2 separate regions of the Gossypium arboreum genome follow, and region 2 is linked to region 1. Evidence: chromatin contacts called from public Hi-C data. All regions are on one chromosome and are shown on one strand. Each heading gives the region's core, a stretch centred on a gene start, on an enhancer-like site or on the middle of the called end of the contact. The rest is flanking DNA. Distances are from core to core; before and after follow the strand shown. Region 1 holds the start of LOC108484606 (probable receptor-like protein kinase At1g80640). Region 2 holds the start of LOC108454816 (ALA-interacting subunit 1-like).

Region 1 (5,493 bases), core at 192-2,691:
ATGGAAAAGAATTCACATGATTTGAACCTGATGCAAGGGGGAATTATACTAAGGCCTTACCATTTGGAATACTATCCATTCTTAATTATTTTCTACTACATTTATATGTATACTAACTTGATTTTGTTCCTTAATTACTGAAAAAATAAAGGGAAATGGAAAGAGTGAAGCTTAAACCTTGGTTCTCTAGAGAATTTGCTAAGCTCTCTACTACCTAAACTAGAGTTTCTTTTTTGTTAATTCTAACCTTATAATTTTTGGGGTGTTACATATTTACTTATCTTATTCAACATTTTTTTGAAAATTTTATGTTAAGTAAAAATTAAAATTAAAATTAAAATAATTATTAAATATTGATTTTCAATGGTTTATCAAACATATTTCTTTATCTAATTTTTATTTTATTAAAAATTCTATAAAATTATTTTTATTTATAAATTACCAAACGTGTTTAAATATTTAATTTTCAAGTGATTGAAATTTTTTCATCCGGTTATCAAATAATCCTGAACTTTTATTAAAAAAAGTATCTATTTTTAATTGTAATTTTCCTTTTGAAATTTAATTATTATTATTTTTTCAAAACACCTTTTGAATGATTGAATATCTATACGCAAGTCCAGCTAGATGAAATAGAAAGAGTCAAAATAGTGTACTAATTTGTTTTGTAACCAAACTGAAAATCTAATTTTTTTTTCCCGAATCAAAATTTTATTTAAGAATACTGATAGATAATAAAAACAGTATGTATCGATTGTCCCGTAGGGACCAGATGAACACTACCTAGCTAATAAGGAATGTAGCTGAAAAGTTTTTTTTTAAAAAAGGTTAAATTCCGCCATTAAGTCCTTATACTTTATAGAATTTGTGAATTTAGTCCCTATATTTTAATTTGATCAATTTGAGTCCTTTTCATTCTTGAATTGATGAATTTTAGTCTCTATACTTTTTGAGTTTTAGAATTTTAGTCTTGACCCAAACAGTAGCAATTAAATTCGTTTGGTTAAATTACTAGTCTTTTACTTTGTGTATAGTAGTAGATTTAATTAATATTCTCTAGTTCGATCATTCTAAGTCCCTATACTTTTCAATTTTTAAAATTTTAATCCATTAATTGAATTTTTACTAAGTAATATATGGAAATAATAATCTGGCATGCCATCACATATATGATAATATGTTTGCAGTATTATATTTTGAAAATAGCAGAACTTAACTGAATGAATTCAATAATTGCTGTTTGGTGATGATTGAAATTTTAAAAGTAACCAAATTAAAATATAGGATCTAAATCCATAACTTTCACAAATACAGGGACTGATAGTAAAATTTAACCGAAAACAAAAAGGAGTGATGTTCCATTGCCCTTTCTTAGCTTACTACCATTATCCACATCCATTTCCAACTGTCCATCCAAAGCAAACTCACATAACTTCATAAATTTTTTCCCTTTTTCATAACTGCCACACATGGATACACTTCACTTTTGTCTATATCCCCCATCTCTGCTCTTTTCTCTCTCTTTAACACACATTCACACAAAAAGTGACAAAATCAATTAGATTATACGTATTTAATTGAATAAGAAAGATCTCTCCTTCTCTACTTTTTTCTTCTTCCTTTTTCTCTTTTTTTCTTGGTTTGCTTGCAACAATACTTACCACTTTTTGTCTCCATTTTCTTACATTTTCTTTTTCCAAAGAAAGGGTATTTTTTTTCTTAGATTCAAAAGTGAAACAGCAAACATCTTTCTTCTCTTTGTCTTAGTGGAGAGACATGAATCTTCTCTGTCTGTTATTACTTCCCATGTGGCAATGTTTCTTGTCTTTGTTATCACTTGTAATTCTTGCTAGAACCACACCTGTCTCCACTGTTTCTTCCTTTTCTTCACAAATGGAAGCTGTTTCCCCAGGTATTTCTTCTTCATTGCTCTAAATGCTTTACCACCATTAGATGCTTTGCATTGGGATTTAGACCATTTGAGATTTTTGGGAAACTAGGGATAAGTGCTAGCTTCATCAAAAACAATATATAATGCTTAACGCTATGTTAATGGTAAAGCAGGAATGGCAGTGATTAAAGTAGTGCACCATCAAGATTTGAACAAGAGAATCCTTGTTACTCTAATTGTTGCTTCCACTCTCCTTTGTGGGATATTGCTCTTTTTGTTATATTTCTGGATTTGTAGACACAAAATCATGAAGAATTCCAATGGGGAAGCCAAACGGAATCTGGGTATCTTTTTGTCTTACTCAATCACCTTTGTGTTTTGGTCTCAAAGTCTTGTCTGTTGATTGCAACTGTGTTCTTTGTTTTGGTTTTTTAATATGCAATCTGAAGAACCTACAAAAACACTTTCGTTGAGTCCAATTGTGGATCAGTTTAATTCATTACCAATGGCTAGCAAAAAGGGTTCAGTAGCTGTTATTGAGTATCGGTTATTGGAAGCTGCGACGAACAATTTCCGGGAAAGTAATGTTTTGGGTCAAGGCGGTCGTGGACGTGTTTATAAAGCATGTTTTGATGGGAAATTTCTTGCTGCTGTGAAGAAATTAGATGGTGGAGGACATAATGTTGAAAGAGAATTCGAGGTGATATTTTGTTGCAAAATTGAACTTGATATGAATACAGTCTATTGAGGGTCGGGAGAAGTCTTCCAAGTCAGGCAGCCGACTGAACCAGAGTGGTACCATATCCCTCAACAAGTGACTTATACCCCATAGGTCAGGGGTTCAAACCCCACTACAGTCGAGCAGCTCCCGGCTCTGTGAACCAGGCTCTCAGGACAGCTGCTCATGCCACGCTGACTCTCGGCAGAACACAAGAGACAAAATCCTCTCCTAGAAGAAAATACTTTAGTTTATTGGAGGACTGGATCGGCTGTCAAGTGAATGACACTTAGAAGACTTCTCCCAAAGGAGCTGATCTCCCCTCGACATAGTCTCTTTCGGATCTAATGTCTTTCCCCAGCCTTTATTCGATATTCATTGAATGTGTGCAGAATGAGGTCGATTGGATGATCAAAATCCAGCATCAGAATATAGTTTCACTATTGGGATATTGTATCCATGGTGAATCAAAGTTACTTGTTTATGAAATGATGCAAAATGGTTCTTTGGAGAGTCAATTACATGGTATAAACTCTGTTTCTTATTTGAAACTAACAATGTGGAAGAAGCTAAAATATATTGTCTTTGATCTAATTTCATCGATTTCGTTTTGGACGTTACAGGACCGACTCGAGGATCAGCTTTAACTTGGCAACTACGGATGAAAATCGCAATCGATGTTGCAAGGTGAAACTCTGAGCCAATTATGTTTTAATCTCTAATTTGTTGCTATAACATGGTTCTAAATTTTTTCATTGATCTCTGATAGAGCGTTAGAATATCTTCACGAGCACTGTAATCCACCCGTTATTCATCGAGATATTAAGTCATCTAACATTCTTCTGGACTCCAATTTCAATGCTAAGGTAACATTATGTACGATGCTATCACTAACAAACCTCGTCTTTGCATACCTTTGCATATATGTTAACCAGAATGGTTTCCGTTACTTAGCTGTCGGATTTTGGCCTTACTGTGGTTACTGGATCTCAAAACAAAAACGTAAAGTTGTCAGGAACGTTGGGGTATGTAGCTCCAGAGTACCTCTTAGAAGGTAAGCCAAAGTTCCACATTGTTAACACATAACTAAGTCCAAATGAAATCTGTTCCATTTTCTGGTCCAGAGTACCAAATTTGGTCTCGATTTTTATTTCAATAGTAACAAAGAGTGTTTTTTTCTCAGGCAAATTGACTGATAAAAGTGACGTATATGCTTTCGGAATCGTCCTGCTAGAGCTGCTAGTTGGAAAGAAACCGCTAGAGCAAATGTCACCATCTCGGTGCCAATCGATCGCCACTTGGGTAATTTTCTTTCAACCTAAGATTTACCTCTAGGAGTAATTGTTTTACCGTATGTTGAACTTCATATTATTTGCTATTTTGACAGGCGATGCCCCAACTTACCAACAGATTGGAACTTCCGAATATAGTGGATCCATTAATAAGAGACACAATGGATTTAAAGCACCTATATCAGGTATATCGAAAAGAATATTCGTGTTGTCATATGACCTCGATCTGGTCTTAAAAGTTGATTCATATTGTGTACTGAATAGGTCGCTGCTGTTGCTGTGCTGTGCATACAACCTGAACCGAGTTATCGGCCATTGATAACTGATGTCCTGCATTCTCTCATCCCTCTTGTGCCTATGGAACTCAGAGGTTCGTTAAGAGTTACATAAGCTGTCCTTCCTTCTTCCTCGTCCTCTCTTTCGTGATGATTATACGAACTGCTTCTTTTGGTACAAGATTACAATGTAAAGTGATGTAAAATCAATAATTTCATGTCTCTTTGATACATCTTTCTAATACAGATAGTTAGAACAGAAAAACTCCTTTCATAACTTCAATAAGAAAGTTATGTTCCATTCTCTGCAGCATTGTGATTAACAATTTTATCGCACTGTCAACTGTTAGTATCGTGGTGTATTTGTTGACACCTAATCTCGGGTTCTAACCTTGACAACCGCTTTCCCCTATACTCGTATTAGTAAGTTTATCTTTTGGTCACTCAATATTAAAAAGTTATAAAATATTTATTAAATTATTCAAAAGTTTTCAATTAAGTTACTGGATTGTATGACTTTCTCTATTCGCATGGCTTGCACCAATCAATAGCTCTTCTTCTCTTCTATAGTTCAGGTTGTTTTCATGAAATAGTTTTGAACGTCATGACCCTAAACCTTAAATCTTAATCTATGAATCAAAATAAAAACAATTTTCTTATTCGATCTTCGATATTGATCATCATATCGATTTGAATATAAGGTATGTTTTTTTACTCGTCAATAGGTATTGATCTATAGTATTGATGGTCAAATCGTCATTTGAAGCTCGCTAGCCAAACTTTTAAAAGAAACTTAACAGCAAGTGACTTAAATAAAAAAACTTCTGAATAGTTCAACAATCATTTTTTAATTTTTTGAAGTTGAATGGCTAAAATGTAAACTTGTTAATAATTTAATAATTTAGTAACCTTAAGTGTAGATTACCCAAAAAGAAAAAAAACAATCAAAGCTGATGCAAAACTAAAATTTCTACGATAGGTATGTCAAGGACTATATTTATCTTCGGACTTGTAATTTTCCTTTCAAGTATTCATATATTCATGTGCTATGAGATATAAGGCACCATAATTTTGGCAAAAAGATTCAAATCAAATTTCAGATGAAGATTGTAGAGTCATTGAGCCATTATTACGTAATAAAGACAAAAAGAAAAAGCTGTTCATGGGACCATGGTCTTGGTTTTGAAGTTCAATAATGATCATACAGTCCATATTGTAGGCCATGAAAGCTACAAGATTGAAAGGCCATTGCGTGATTGTGAAGTTTGCGCAGTAACCAATTGCGCCCAAGCTGGTGATTGTCAAATTCGACTTATC
Region 2 (4,697 bases), core at 609-3,108, 300 kb after region 1:
TTTCTTATCATTCTATGTCTCTTCTCCATTTGATGGTGTAGGTGCAAGTGGGAGACAAGGTGGTGGAGTAGATGCAAGTGGGAAGTAAGGTGGCTAGGGTTTTGTCTTTTTTTTTTTTAATAAGTTTAGGTTGTATTGCGCTAGGGTTTTTATTATTTGGGCTTAGTTTTGGGTCTGATTTTGTAATTGGGTTTGTGAATTGGGTAGGATTTAGGTTTGATTTTAATTTGTTGGGCCGGGCAAATTTGGGCCTCTACAGTAATTTTTATGATTGGGTTGGGTTGGGTTGGGTACTTGGGTTTATATATATTAGATTGGGTTTATGTTGGATTGGATTTGAGTAAATATACTAGGCTATTTATATATTATAATTTTATTTATTAATTTTTTTGGTTAACTAAAAAATTCGGTTAACTAACCGGTTTCGAACTGAATTAGCCGTTAACTGAAAACTCAAAAAATTATTAATTGACCCCCAATCGAATTAATTCGGCTAACCGACCGATTAACTGAATTCGGTCAGCTAATCGAATTTTTTCAGTTTTACCCTAATTTTGCACACCCCTAACTGAAATGGACTTAAATTATATTTTGTATGAGTTTATTTATATCAAATTACTCTCTAGGCGAAGTCCATTGAGTAAGAAGTTCTCGAACTACGTAATCAAACTTTTGTGTTCATCTCCTATTTTATTATTATTAGTTCAGTTACAATTGAAGGTAAAATCAACAAATTCACCTTTTAACTTCACAACTATAAAAGAAAAAAGCTCTCATTTATTTATTTTTATTTTTATTTTTATTTTTATTTTTATTTTTAATACGAATTAAAAACACATTGTGATTTTTTAAACTTATTTTCGAAATTAAAAATTCTACTATCACTCCAAATGGGGGAGTTTTGCACCAAACATCTCCAAATTATGACTTACACTTTGAATTGGTCCTCATACTTGAGAATATTCTAATTACATCCTTAAACTGTTGATGTTATATTAATTAGGCCATTCCATTATTAAAACATTAATTTAATCATTAAATGATACATCAAATATTATATGACATAATTTAAAATAAAGAATTTAAATAAAAGTAAAACGTTGCCGCTTAACTTTTAAAAATAAAACTAAAAACAAAATAAATCAAAAAAGAGAGATAACGATATTACTTTTGTAAAATCTTGAAAACCTCAAAATCAAGAATTTTTTCGACATATATTTTTACAATATTCATAGTTCTTTAAAATTTTCATTTTAAATCATGTCACATAAGATATGATGTGTAATTTAATGGTTAAATCAACTATTTTAGTAATTGAAGGACCGAATTGATATAACCTTTATAATTTAAAGATATAATTAGAGTATTTTAAAGTTAGAAAACCAATATAAAATAAGAATCATAGTTTGAAGATATATGGTGCAATTAATTGAATAAATAAATGCATTTAATGAAGCGTGACAATCGTAATAAATGTTAAGACTTCACTCCATCCTAATTTGAAATTTAAAATTATTATTTTACTCTTGTAATTTTTAGTATCAAATAATTTTACCAAGATTTTTGGAATTGGATCGATGACTGAATTGATTAGGCAATCGGATCACCGATCCAATTGCTAGGACCAGTTTATCTAGCTTGATTAAATAGATCATTAAAAATTTATAAAAAAATATTAAAAAGTAAAAATTTAGTTCAATCGGTTTTTTACTCAATTCAATTTGTGCATACTAATTCTTAAATCAATCAATTAAATATTTTTCTCGTGACTAATATTTTAATCAATTTTCGATCCAATGGACAGGTATGATATGATAGAGGTATTAAGGTTGTCTATTATAAGTTTACATTAAAGACTATCCGATTCTCTCTCATTTCCAATCGTTTTGTAATTGTCTATTCATTCCTACCACTCCAAGCTGCCTAACCAACTTTCTTTTTTTCTTAATATCAAATTTTCTTTTATTATAGTCTTGCCCTTTCCTTGGCCACCCCCCTAATATTCCAAAAAATCCACTTTTCCACAACAAACTATTTCATACGATATGGATACCAACGGAGCCACCACGAGCTCCGCCGCTGGTGGTGGTTCAACTTCTAAATCTTCCAGCAAAAAGCATTCCAGAAAACCCGTATGTATGTTCCCTTCTTTCCCCCCTTTCCTCTTCATCTCTCTCACTACCGCATTGCCTTGCTGGATTTTATTTATTTATTATCATTTCTTTTCTTTTTCATCAATCTGTTAATGGGTGCAATGTGGGTCATAATACCCAATGTCAAAACAACAAGGAAAAAGAAACTCTGGGTTTTGGTTGGAATTTGATGAGTATATAGTTTCGTGTCCATTTTTTGATAATTTGTTCTTGGTGAATGGTTAAGGATTTTATGTAGTTTTTTTTTTTTCGGAATCAAGGATTGGGCTTTTTGTTAAATTCTCATATTTGTTTTGTTTGGTTGCAGATTCTAGGTTCACGCAGCAAGAGCTTCCTGCTTGCAAACCTATTCTTACACCTGGATTGGTATGAACATATACATATGTATATGTATGTATATATGTATGTATGCATGTATGTGTGTATGTATGTATGGAACTTTGATGACATAAGCACTTGAACACATTCATTATGTCTCAAACTTTAGCTCTATCTTTTTACTCGGATCTACCTAGGTAGGAGGAAGCTATGATTTTTCTCATATTTATTTTAATACTTTTTTTTTGGGGGGGGGGTATTTTCAGGTCATTTCAACATTTACCATCATAGGAATCATCTTCATCCCATTGGGACTTGTTTCATTGTCTGCTTCAGAAAAGGTAGTTTATTCTTTTATTTTGTTCGTTGCTATTGATCCATGTTTAACTTAAAATTCTTTTGTTGCTTTGTTGTATATAGGTGGTGGAAATCGTCGATCGTTATGATGAAAGTTGTGTTCCTTCTGATTATTCCAATGATAAGCTTAAATTTATCCAAAATCCATCAATTAATAAATCTTGTGTTAGGACTTTGACGGTTAGTCCAATGCTTTCTCTGTTTTTTTGTTTTGTTTGTTAATGATGTTCAAGGGATTTCTAGCTTATATCTGTTTTTCGTGTTCTTCGACATTTCGTCTTAACATGTCCATTCTGCTAACGAGTATTAACTTACCCTTTCCTTTATAATTCCTCCTCTTTTCCAGGTTCCTAAGCTGATGAAAAGCCCTGTTTTTATCTATTATCAGCTTGATAACTACTACCAAAACCATCGCCGGTACGTGGAATCTTATTCAAAGAAATGTTCTATATTTATACTTGTTTATTGATACCATGTTTAAGTTTCATGATTGTTTACATTTTATTGGATTTAGAAGGACCTGATTTAGGCATAAAATTTCTTTTGCAGTTCCTTTTATGGAGCTTGATGTTGAAAACCTTTTAATATTTTTAGTTTTCATCTTTCGAAATATTTTCTAAATGCGGAAAAACATTTGCAGTTATGTAAAAAGTCGGAGTGATAAACAATTGAGGAGCGTGTCAGATGAGAAATCCACAAAAGATTGTAGCCCTGAAGACAAAACGGTGGATGGTCCAATTGTTCCCTGTGGTCTTGTCGCATGGAGTTTGTTCAATGACACATACGTGTTTTCGGTGAATAGTAAGACAATAGAAGTAAATAAACATGACATAGCATGGAAGAGTGACAAAGAGCATAAATTCGGATCGAATGTATATCCGAAAAATTTCCAGAGTGGAGGCTTGATCGGAGGTGCAAAACTGAATTCCTCTGTACCTGTAAGTATACCGTGCTTGTCATATTTGCATATTTAAGTGATGTTCTGGTTTGAGATTATGAATTTTGGTTGTGGATGCAGTTAAGTAAACAAGAGGATCTGATGGTATGGATGCGGACTGCGGCACTGCCGACATTCAGGAAACTGTATGGGAAGATAGAGCAAGACCTCCAAGCGAATGAGAAAATACAGGTCGTAATCCAGAACAATTACAACACCTACAGTTTTTCGGGGAAGAAGAAGTTGGTACTTTCAACCACAAGTTGGATAGGTGGGAAAAATGATTTCCTGGGAATTGCATACATTATTGTAGGAGGGCTGTGCTTGTTTTTAGCAGTCTGCTTCATACTTCTTTATGTTATCAAGCCAAGGTGAGCTTCGTGCCGACGATGAAAAGTTTTAACTCAATAAGCAAGGTTAAGATTTTGCCGTATGTCTTTAAGATGTATTTTATGTGTTAAATACTTTGTTTAATTATGATGTGCAGGCCACTTGGTGATCCGTCCTACTTGTCTTGGAACAGAAGTCCAGCTGGCCATCCAAATTAGGATTATGTCATATATTTATATTATGTAAACTCACTCCTCCTATATACCTATTTTCCCATGACAAGGAAACTTTAACATTCATATCCTTTCCTATTCTCTTTTCTTTCTTTCTTTTTTTTTAATTATTAATATTACTATTACTGTAATCCATTTTGTGTAGACCCAACCCCAATAATATTTATTTGTTTGTTTTTCTGATAACTAGTTTTAAACTCATGACATTACCATGCTTGTCAAAAGGAAATATATATATACCTCCATATTCCTTTTCCTATTGATCATTGAACTTGTATCATTGAGTTTTATGAGCTATAAACTCGTTGATGCATATACTTTAGAAAGGAAGAAGGGAAAAAATGAGTGATAATCCGGTAGATTGAGCTA

The links. A called contact is a pair of places that touch in the nucleus more often than the background predicts.
Region 2: a contact with region 1 is called in a Hi-C map of leaf, with 3 times the contacts expected there. The contact joins the promoter of LOC108454816 here to the promoter of LOC108484606 in region 1. A contact is called at or near these places in 2 of 5 Hi-C or Micro-C datasets (both in leaf).

Annotation. Positions count from the first base shown.
Region 1 is chr6:3,526,862-3,532,354 of ASM2569848v2, forward strand. It overlaps LOC108484606 (probable receptor-like protein kinase At1g80640), which reads left to right and starts at 1,442. Exons shown (of 10, transcript XM_017788457.2): 1 at 1,442-1,912; 2 at 2,065-2,235; 3 at 2,341-2,591; 4 at 3,002-3,134; 5 at 3,233-3,296; 6 at 3,379-3,475; 7 at 3,564-3,663; 8 at 3,793-3,911; 9 at 3,997-4,086; 10 at 4,166-4,483. The coding sequence starts at 1,777. The coding sequence ends at 4,291.
Region 2 is chr6:3,827,974-3,832,670 of ASM2569848v2, forward strand. It overlaps LOC108454816 (ALA-interacting subunit 1-like), which reads left to right and starts at 1,859. Exons shown (of 8, transcript XM_017753397.2): 1 at 1,859-2,136; 2 at 2,461-2,519; 3 at 2,738-2,812; 4 at 2,892-3,008; 5 at 3,175-3,245; 6 at 3,469-3,766; 7 at 3,847-4,136; 8 at 4,253-4,514. The coding sequence starts at 2,046. The coding sequence ends at 4,313.